Linked DNA regions of Mus musculus: region 2 is linked to region 1. Evidence: chromatin contacts called from public Hi-C data. All regions are on one chromosome and are shown on one strand. Each heading gives the region's core, a stretch centred on a gene start, on an enhancer-like site or on the middle of the called end of the contact. The rest is flanking DNA. Distances are from core to core; before and after follow the strand shown. Region 1 overlaps Rbfox2 (RNA binding protein, fox-1 homolog (C. elegans) 2). Region 2 overlaps Rbfox2 (RNA binding protein, fox-1 homolog (C. elegans) 2).

Region 1 (4,732 bases), core at 482-2,981:
CATGCCTGGGTGGAAAAGCTCTCAGTTATTTACACCTGGCTCTCCTTAGTTTTAATAACTTAGGTCTTCTCTGACCAGTCTATAAATTAACATTTCTATTTGTTTTTGTGTGAGTATGTGAGTGTATATTGATGTGGAGGCACATAGGAACCATACACATATGTATACCTGCATGTGGAGACTGGAAAACAAACTCAGCTGTGGTTCCAGGGAGCTACCTCTCTTGTTTGTTCCTTGACCTGGAGCTCACTGCAGGCAAGGCTGGCTGACCAACAGGCTTCCCCAGAGCTAGGATTGCAGGCAGTTCTGGGGGTGGAACTCAGGTCCTCACTCGGAGGCAAGCACCCACCCAGCTGCGCTGTCTCCCGATCTCAAGGCTTACAGTCCCGTTCTGACCTTCACTGTCTTCCTCCCTGTTCGGTCTGTGACGACTCCTTTACATTTTACTTTATGTCAGGCGACTGCCTGTGTCTGTGCACCACATGTATTCTGTGCCCTCAGAGAGCAGACAGGGCATCAGATCCCCTGGGGCTGGAGTTACAGTGGTTGTGAGCTGCCGTGTGAGTACTAGGAATCTAACCCAGGTTCTGGAAGAACAGATAGTACTCCACACTGAACTGTCTCTCCAGCCCCATTTTTAGCTTTTCAAGTTGGAAGCTAAGGCAGTTGATTTTCAAGGTTTCTTCATTCTGTGTTTAAGCTATAAGTTTCCCTATAAAAGTCCTTATAAGTGGAACCCAAAAAGGAGGCAGATTGTTCTGATTTTTCATTTCAATACATTCGTTTGTTTGTTTGTTTGTTTGTTTTTGTTTTTTGAAACAGGGTTTCTCTGTATATCCCTGGCTGTCCTAGAACTCACTTTGTAGACCAAGCTGGCCTCGAACTCAGAAATCCACCTGCCTCTGCCTTCCAGGTGCTAGGATTAAAGACGTGTGCCACCACGCCTGGCTTATTTCAAGACATTCTTAAAACTTCATTAATTTCAAGCTGGGCAATGGTGGTACACACCTTTAATCCCAGCACTCTAGAGGCACAGGCAAGTTCCAGAATATTTAGCGCTACACAGAGAAAGCTGTCTGGCACATGCACTCGCTGGGGAGGAGAGGGAGGAATTAAAGGACAGTGGACTCAGTCTTGTCTCTTGGCCTAGTGAATTTATTTGTATCACTTTTTAACTCTGGAATTGCTCCTGTCATCATTATTCATATATATGAATATTATCCTTTAATTCCTTAGCTTTATTTGTATGTGCTTATTGGCATCATGTTCAGTCCAGCATCCGGGCCTGGGTTCATTGCGAGTTAATGCTAATGTTTTGAATCTGGGTCATACTTTGCAGTTTCCTACTTTCTATAAGTAGTAACTTTGTCTTAGTTTTTTTCTGAGAGAATACATGTGCACACTATGTCGTTTGTCCACAGTAGAATGACATTGAAAGGACACTGATGCTTCTGCCTGGTAATGTTTCTGACCTCTCTCTCTACTCTCCCCTGCTAGATGGCAGATGCTGCCTGGCCATTAGGGGTGCATTCAGCATTGAGCCAGCTCATTCTCAAGTCTGCCCTGGGTTTCCTTTCCATTGTTTCTATCTTCCCATCCCTTACCCCTTCTGACCTGTGTTATTTTGCAGCCTCCTAGGAAAAGGAGAGTTTTTCTAGCCTTTCTGTAGTCTCCTCACCACACCCAACCCTGGGATCTCCCTTTTAGCTATCTGACTAATCCACTCCTCATCCTAGTCAGACCATAACCTCAAGCTCAAAATGTGTCCTGTTGGGTTCTTACTGATTTGCCACCTGTTGCTGTCAGTACTGTGAATTTTCTCCCTCCTCCTTCCACGTTTGTAGGAGATGGGGATGCGTTGCTTAGAGATTAAGTAGAGTAGTAAAACTTAGATGTAACATTTATTCTACTAAACTTTTACCATCTGCTTATGTGTCTCATAAAACAGTCTAGCAGTTCATATGGCCAATTAAATCCAAGAGGCATCTAGGAAGCAAATTAATTAATCATAACCTAAGTTTGCATAGCACCTTTCAGTTTAAAATGCTTCTTCGAATTGTTTGATTGTGGCTTGTAAAACAGCCCAAGTGGGGAATTAAAGATCTACACCCTCACCACTCAGACCCAGTGAAATAGATTATGTGCATATTTATTAATCTTCCCAGGCTGTGAGCATCATGTTACTCAGCCTATATAGGTATGCTTGTTACCAGAAAATCTTCCTGACTTTCTGAAGCCTCCAAAGAAAAAGTTTTCTTTGTTCATCTCTGCATCCCATAACATCTCACAGTGTCAGACGCTCAATGCTTCTTGGAGAAAAGATGCAACAAGATGCAGATGTTCTCAGGAGGGAGAAGCTGGGTTCCTGGTAAAGATTCTAATTGATCTGGGCCTTGTATTTATATCAGCAGTAGAGTTTCAGGCCTGAGTAAATGGTAGTATGAAGGATTAAGAAATCGGTTCTTGGTTCAGTGTTGAAGAGAAGAAATCAAAATGTCTAGACCAAAGCATGGATTCCCATTTGGACAAAGTTCAGGGTTTTGATGAAGGCCTGTAGGAGAAAAATCCTTTGAGCACAAGTTGGTAAGAGCTTTTGGACACTGCGATAAGACTGGGGGAGAGGGGACTTGGAGGTTTTGAGGAAGGATATGAAATGAGTAGAATGTGATCTTACAGCCTAGGCAGCAGGAGTACAGGAGCTGGAGTGAGAGTGGCCACAGCTATAGTGAGTCCTGTGTGGTTTGCACTAGAGGTCATGGTGGCTGTGTAGAGAAAAATGAGTTCAAGAGTGCAGAATTGGACCAGTAAAGTAAGTAGGCAGGTAGCTAGCCATGTATTGGTCAAAGAGTGTCTTTAGTAAATCACATTATCTCTGGGTTTCACTTTCCTTCTCTGTGAAATGAAGCTAGTGCAGCCACCTGACCTGGAGTACATCGAGCATAAACTAGAAATTCATGAACACTTCAGGTCTTCTCATTTATGGGCGGTGCCACAAATTAACCCAGGACGTTGCATTTGATAGCTAGGCAAATGCTTACCTCTGAGTTACATCCCCAGCCTGGGATTTTTGAGGCAAGGCTGACTTTGTAGCCCAGATAGGCCTTAAACTAAAGATTCTTCTACCTCAGCCTCTGCGTCCTGGTATTGAGGTGTACTACCATGCCTGGCTGGTGTTTATGCTGCTTATTGCTATGAGCTGTGCTGTTGAGTCCAGCTCTTGCTTGGGTTGGGTTGGATAGTCCTGTCATGTTGAAAAGAAAGGACTTCTCATTTAAAGATAAGAACTGAGCACTGAGTTCTAGAGTGTTTGTTTTTTAAATGAATTTTAGAAATTTGGTCTGCCTTTAAGAGTTTTAAGTTTGTTTTGATGGTCATTGGTCTCTTGTTATGCACTGGCAAAAGCACCAGCCAGTTAGGGGCTGCCTCCTGGCCTACAGAGAAGACAGGAATCCAGTTATTACATTGCAAATATTTCTAAAGGACAGCAAGCTTAAGTAGCCAAAGCATTTGAAGTAGTCAGGTTTTAAAATTCTACCTACTGAATTATATTTTTCTCAAAAGCCTAATGTCTACCCTTTTTCAAAACAAAACACTTTTAATGAGAGAGACCTCAACGGTATAATTAGCTTCTGTGACTGATTGGTAGTAAGATTTAGAAATACACTATTGGGGTTGGAGAGTTGGCTCAGCAGCTAAGAGTATTTGTTGCTCTTGCAGAGGACTCAGGTTCAATTTCTAGTATGTACTTGGTGATTCACAACCACCATAACTTAAGTTCTAGTTCCATCTCATCTGACCTCTGTGAACATGAGACACATATAGAGTAAGAGACAGGTCCTGTATCCCCTATACCTGATATTTAAAGATGGATGGATGGTTAGATAGATGGATGGATGGATAACAAGCCTGCAGTGGGTTGGAGGAGAATGCAGGATGGGGCATTTGTGTGTGGTCACAGATCACTGGCAGTTCCCAAGACTTTGTTAGAGGGACCGCTGGGTTAAACAGTTTCCATGCGTTTACAATGTAACACCTGCCATTTCACTGCCTTTGTTGGCTTTTGCCATCAGTCCAAAAGCGATAGTCGGTCAAATTACCAGTGCCTAGCAGGAATCCAAACAGTGATAGTAAACCATGCTGGTGGCAGTATGTCACACATGCACAGAACAAAAGAAAACCCAAGAAGGTCCTTGGTGAAACAGTGGGTAACTGGTCCTTTTCATATTCCCTGTAGGAGAATGAAAGGTGCTCATACCATCTATTTTCTATTCAAAATGCTTTCCTTGCCACCAGCAAGAGCATTGTGATGGAACTACAGACTGAACTCACTGCTGTCTTTCCATACAAGAACCACTGGTGGGCAGACTCATTCTCACTTGAATATGTGGTAGACATTCTCTTGAGAATGACTAGACTTGTCTTTTTAAGGAGGAAATTGATCAAAGCTGCTATGAGCAACATTTAAACTTCCCCACAAATATCAGAAAATGTTATGCCCCCAATGAGCTTTATAGATCTTAAGTATACTCAGAAACAGTATGGCAACACCCTAGTCAGTGATGGGCCAGATGGAGGGCCGTGGTCCTGTAATATTATCTCAGGGCTGGGTGTGTCAGGGGCAGGCAGGTCTCTGTGTCTGAAGCAAGCCTGATCTATGTAGCAAGTTCCAGACCAGCCAGGGTTATAGAATGAGACCCTGTCTTTAAGAAGAAAAAGAGTATTATAGTGGAAT
Region 2 (4,750 bases), core at 1,906-4,405, 87 kb before region 1:
GACCTGACACGTGTGGCTTTCAGGGAATGCATTGTGTAAATCTTGTGTGTTGGCCAGCACATCATCCCTGCAGCACTTTGTGTGGAACTGGAGAGGCCTTTGCTGATCTAATCTGAAGACATTTCCCTTGGTTCCTGCAACTCTAGTCCCTTGAGCATCTTTTTGAAAGAGTTGCCAGTTTGCTGAGAGCAGGCAATTGTGAGGTTGCTTATGACCATAGGATTTGCCCAGTGCAGATAGCCCCTTCGTTTAGGCCCTAATCCATCGTTCAGATGTAGCAGTCATCATTTCTATGTGGGGTGTGAAGGCTAGCTCAGGCTCTTGTAAGCCCCTCTGAGCTGAGGTGTTGGGAAGTGTTCCTTTATAAGCCAACAAGTGCCCATCCCAGGTGTCGGGTGATTTTACATTATCCTATTGTTTTCTGCTAGTTGATTTTCTTTTATACTCCAGAGCTGTGTCTTGACTGGACCTGAACTATCAGTCTGCTCTAGGGAATGAGCTATAGTTACTTGTCTTGATGCCCTGGCTCTTCACTGGCATGTTTTCTAACAGCCCAAGGTAAGAATAGCAGCAGCATCTTTAGCTCACTGAAGGTCAGAGCTGGGTTTAGTCATGTCATTCTGGTTCTATAGTTGGGGAAACCAAGTCATAGAGTGTTTTTGAACTTACCCCAGGCCACAGTTTGCCTATACTCTAGCTGGTAAAGAGTTGGGCCTGTGATACAGGGAGGGCCCTTATTAGCAGTTTGCACTTTCTCCAGAACAGTTTCCTGACAGACATGTACTGTCACGACCAAGGCTTGGCCTGGCCCTGCTCCACTCCAGCACTGCCAGCCTTGAGGTGTGAGTGGGTGTGAGTGTGTCAGGTTAGAGTTGTGATGATGAAAAGCTCAAGAGACGACAAAGGCAACGGCGCTGGGTTGTACGCTCAGGAGCCAGATTGACTGACCTCCTCCTGCTCCGTGAGTGTTTTATCTGTGATGACATGATTGTAGTTCTTTGAGAGTTTATTTCTATTGGATAAAAACATGTGCTGCTGCCCTTGTCTAGCAAGCAGCCATCTTACAATGCTTGCCTAAAAAATGTTGGTTATGTTGTCAGCTCCATTCCTAGTAAAATGTGAAGAGAGGAGACCAGAGTCCTTCCCCTTCTTGTCTTTATTTGCTGCTCTCTACCCCCTCTTCTTCAGGTGTACAGATCCAGAAACGCCTGTTCACTGTGGAAGCACATTACGGTGGGATGTGTAAGCTGAGAGCTAACTCCATATTGAGACCTCACGATCTGGCTTCGTGATGTCCCTTTCTCTGGCTTCATAATGTCCTTTTCTCTGGCTTCCGCTCATGAGTCTGGCAGAGATGGTGAGCTGCATTCTAGCCCTTGAGTGGTCTATGGCATCCTCATGTTTGTGTCTCACCATGGCATGGGTGAAGTGCAGAAATGCTTTAATAGGATGGTTATAAACTGTCAGGGCTACTCCTTCACAGAGTTGGTGTACAGTCCTCCATTATAATTTATAGCAACAGCTACTATTTATTGAATGCTTACTATGCATCAGATACACACTAAGTACATACACCTATGTACACATCTCTTCAACTCCTCATTATCCTAATGACCATTCTCTTTCCAAGGCAACTTGGAGAAGCTATGTTTTGCAGATACATAGACTGAGCTTTAATGAGGCCGAGTCTTAGAGGCTGAAAATGGTTGCACAGGTATTTAAACTTAGACCTGCCTGACGGCCAGCCTGTGCTTCTAACAGCTATGCTTCTGTCTCCCCTGAGTAGTTAATTTGCTGAACATTCCTGAGAAAAGCCTGCCTGGTCACCAGTGCTTCTAAGGAAGCCCCTGTGTCTGCAAAGGGCATTAACAGCATAGTGTAAGTGGGCTGCAGAGCCAGCACAGGCAGGAGCAGTAGGAAGACTGCCACTTAGTTCCTCAGCTAACCGTGTTGAAGGGGTTTTTTTGCCCTTGAGGTCAGAGCGATTGTAGGTCTTCCCTAATCTCCACTTCTGGAGAGACAGGGCTGTTCACCATTTCTGGTTGGTTTGGTTGGACAGAGGAGGATTTGGCCCAGCCCTGGTTCTGAGGCCACCCAGAGGTAAGCTCAAGTTCATTCCTGCACTGACTTGATTTAGGTTCCCAAGCTCTGCCGCTAAGCAGGACCCCTCCCCCAACCCCCTCCCCAGTTTAGAATTTGTGCTGCTGTGTAGGTACCAAGGACACAGAGCTGTTTTCTGTGGCTCCTTGCTGTTAGCATGTGGAGTCCTTGTCAGCTGCAAGGCAGAACAAATGCTGCTCCAGTTCCCGTCAGAGAACAGATACACTTCCTGTAAAGTTTGGAATGGGACGGAGAAAGTCCTGGGGAGAGAATGTAGCCAGGACTGAAGGGCACCACCTCAGCTAATTCAGATAAGTGGCCCCAGCCTGGCTTAAGGACTTGGGCAGACCTCCCAAAGGATTTAGCATGGTATTAGGTTTCTCTCTTCCTTCAGCTTGTGTGTCCTAACATAACTGCAGAGTTAGAACTTGCAATGAGATAGATTTCTTTCAAAATCAGTCAATCTACCTATCTACTATTCTTTCTTTACTCATTTCCTTTCTCCTTTTTCTTTCCTTTCTTTTTTCCTGTCTTTCTTGATAAGATCTTTCTTAAAGAGTAGACAAATCAGAGGAGGGAATGGGACTGAGTAGCCAAGTCATGTTTCCAAGATGACAGAGCGGAAAAATGAACAGAGTTAAACAGGCTGAGTAAGGGGGATGGTGGCGGTGTCAGCTTTCAGCTCCAGAGCTTGAGTGCGGGGGCACTGTGGAAACATGAGACTGTCCTTAATAAGCATGCGGTCATCCCAGCTGTACTCTTAGGAATTTAGTCCTTCAATAGCAGAAACTTTAGTTTTTGATGAAGGTCAGAAGTTACCATTTCTAGAGTTGGGTGGTCACAAGTATTTAGAAATATGGCATAGATTTACTGGAAAACCTGAGCATATAGAGGCTCCTGCTGTTGTTTATTGTGGGATCCATGGCAATCTTTTCTCTTCTTCTTCCCACCCCTTTGGGAATCAACCAATCACAAGGAGGGATGGATTTCAGTGCTTCCAGCCTCTCCCCATAAGGCCCTGCCTGGCACCTCAAGACCTACTAAGGCTGAGTGTTTAACTCTTGGGTGTCTGAGTCACAGAAGGGACAACAGTACTGACTCTGAGCCACCCCACGATGTGTGCAGTCACTGAGTGAGAAGGAGCTGCTTCAGCTCATACCCGGCCACCAAGCAGTGGCACCTTTGGAAAGCTCGCTCGCCTTCTTGGGTTTGGTGCCTTATTCTGCAAAATGAGAGGGGGAAGAAAAGAGACAGGAGGAGGATTATGGCATAGTCTGGTACAAACCACCTGCGTTTCATCCCTAGGGTCTGAGAATGGGGGGGGGGGCATTTGACCTATAGTAGATGGCTATTCTGAAACAGCTTACTTTTTAAAAATTCTCACAACTCAGCAGGGCAAATGCTGCTCACTCAGTTTTATAGATGAGAAAACTGAAGGCTAGAGAGGCTGTTCGACTGACTCCCCAAGGTCACTTTACTAGGGAGGCCCATCTGGCTCTAACTGCCCAGACTAGATTCCACTGGATGGCAGGGAAAGCCCTGGATGTGTTTCTAACCATTTCACTCTGGTACACTGCCGAACGCTTGAACTCCTAGCTTTTAGTCCTGTCTTGAAGAGCCATTACTGCTTGCTGCTGGCTGATGTCGTCTAGGCATTCTTCATGAGCCAAGCAGCAGCAGCTGCTGCTGCAGCCGTGGGTACTGCCAGAGGCTGGGAGAGTGATAGTTCATGTGCATACACCACAGTGCATGTCTGGAGGCCAGAGGACAATTTGAGGGAGTTGGTTGTTTTTTCCTTCTACTGTGGAACCCAGGGATTGAACTCAGCTGAGACATTTTGCCAACCCCACTTAGTTTTTTTTATATGTATGTTTTAATTTTTTTACTTATTTTTACATGTTTTGTCTGCATGTATGTCTACCACTTGCATACCTGGTGCATGTGGAGGCCAGAAGAGAAAAGTGTTTGATCCCCTGAAACTGGAATTAGACTTTGTGAGCTGCCATGTGGGTGCTGGGAATTGAGCCTCGGTTCTCTGGAAGAGCAGCCATTCAGTGTAGGTGCTAATGTCATGAGTCACTACAACTGATCCCCCCCCCCCCCCCCCCCCCCGCCTTAACCTTTAAAGTGAGAATGTAGAGGTGCTGGCAACCCTAACCCTTGAGATCACAGTTTTTAGGGAAACATTAGTCTTTTACATTTAGTCCTTGGTTTTAAAAAGTTAGACAATATATTATGCTTTATACTCAGAGACTGGGGTTTTTTGTTTTGAGACAGCTTCACAGTGTAGCCGGCCTAGGTTAGGGAACAGTAGGATGAGCTCAAGCTTACATGAAGGCGCTGCAGGGCTTGGAGCTTTTCATTGCCCCACGAGTGGCTTGCCGTGCAGCACGGCTGTGAATGACTGTTGAACATCCACAGAGTTAGTTCCGAGCCACAAAGCATTCCAAAGGAAGGAGTCCTTTTAAGCTCTCAGAATTTACCTTAAACTTTGCCGTGGGAGAAGGCCTACGGAAAGGAGCTTCTTTCTCCTCCTCGCAGCCTTGCTCGCTTCGCTTAAGTACCTAGAGATAAATGTGGGGACTTGAGATGAGAGCAGCCTTCTGGCTCGGAGGGGTCAGGAGAGGTCATAGCAGCTAAAGTGGAAACT

What was found. A called contact is a pair of places that touch in the nucleus more often than the background predicts.
Region 2: a Hi-C map of muscle stem cells shows a contact between it and region 1, with 1.5 times the contacts expected there. The contact joins two enhancer-like sites. A contact is called at or near these places in 2 of 15 datasets of contacts at CTCF or cohesin (the NIH/3T3 cell line and embryonic stem cells), 19 of 484 Hi-C or Micro-C datasets (the AML12 cell line, the G1E-ER4 cell line, the HL-1 cell line and 7 more), 6 of 115 datasets of contacts at active chromatin or transcription factors (bone marrow-derived dendritic cells, cardiomyocytes, embryonic stem cells and 3 more) and 2 of 9 other capture datasets (adipose tissue and pancreatic islet).

Annotation. Positions count from the first base shown.
Region 1 is chr15:77,124,995-77,129,726 of GRCm38.p6, reverse strand. The region is part of intron 3 of Rbfox2 (RNA binding protein, fox-1 homolog (C. elegans) 2); the gene reads left to right. Among named protein-coding and RNA genes, the nearest start is that of 1700109K24Rik, 43 kb to the right of the region's middle. Within about 2 kb of position 1,731, at least 4 of the 459 cell types and tissues checked have an H3K27ac peak or open chromatin away from gene starts, as enhancers often do. A contact at or near this core is called in muscle stem cells, where this site is marked.
Region 2 is chr15:77,212,981-77,217,730 of GRCm38.p6, reverse strand. The region is part of intron 2 of Rbfox2 (RNA binding protein, fox-1 homolog (C. elegans) 2); the gene reads left to right. Among named protein-coding and RNA genes, the nearest start is that of Rbfox2, 92 kb to the left of the region's middle. Within about 2 kb of position 3,155, at least 147 of the 459 cell types and tissues checked have an H3K27ac peak or open chromatin away from gene starts, as enhancers often do. A contact at or near this core is called in muscle stem cells, where this site is marked.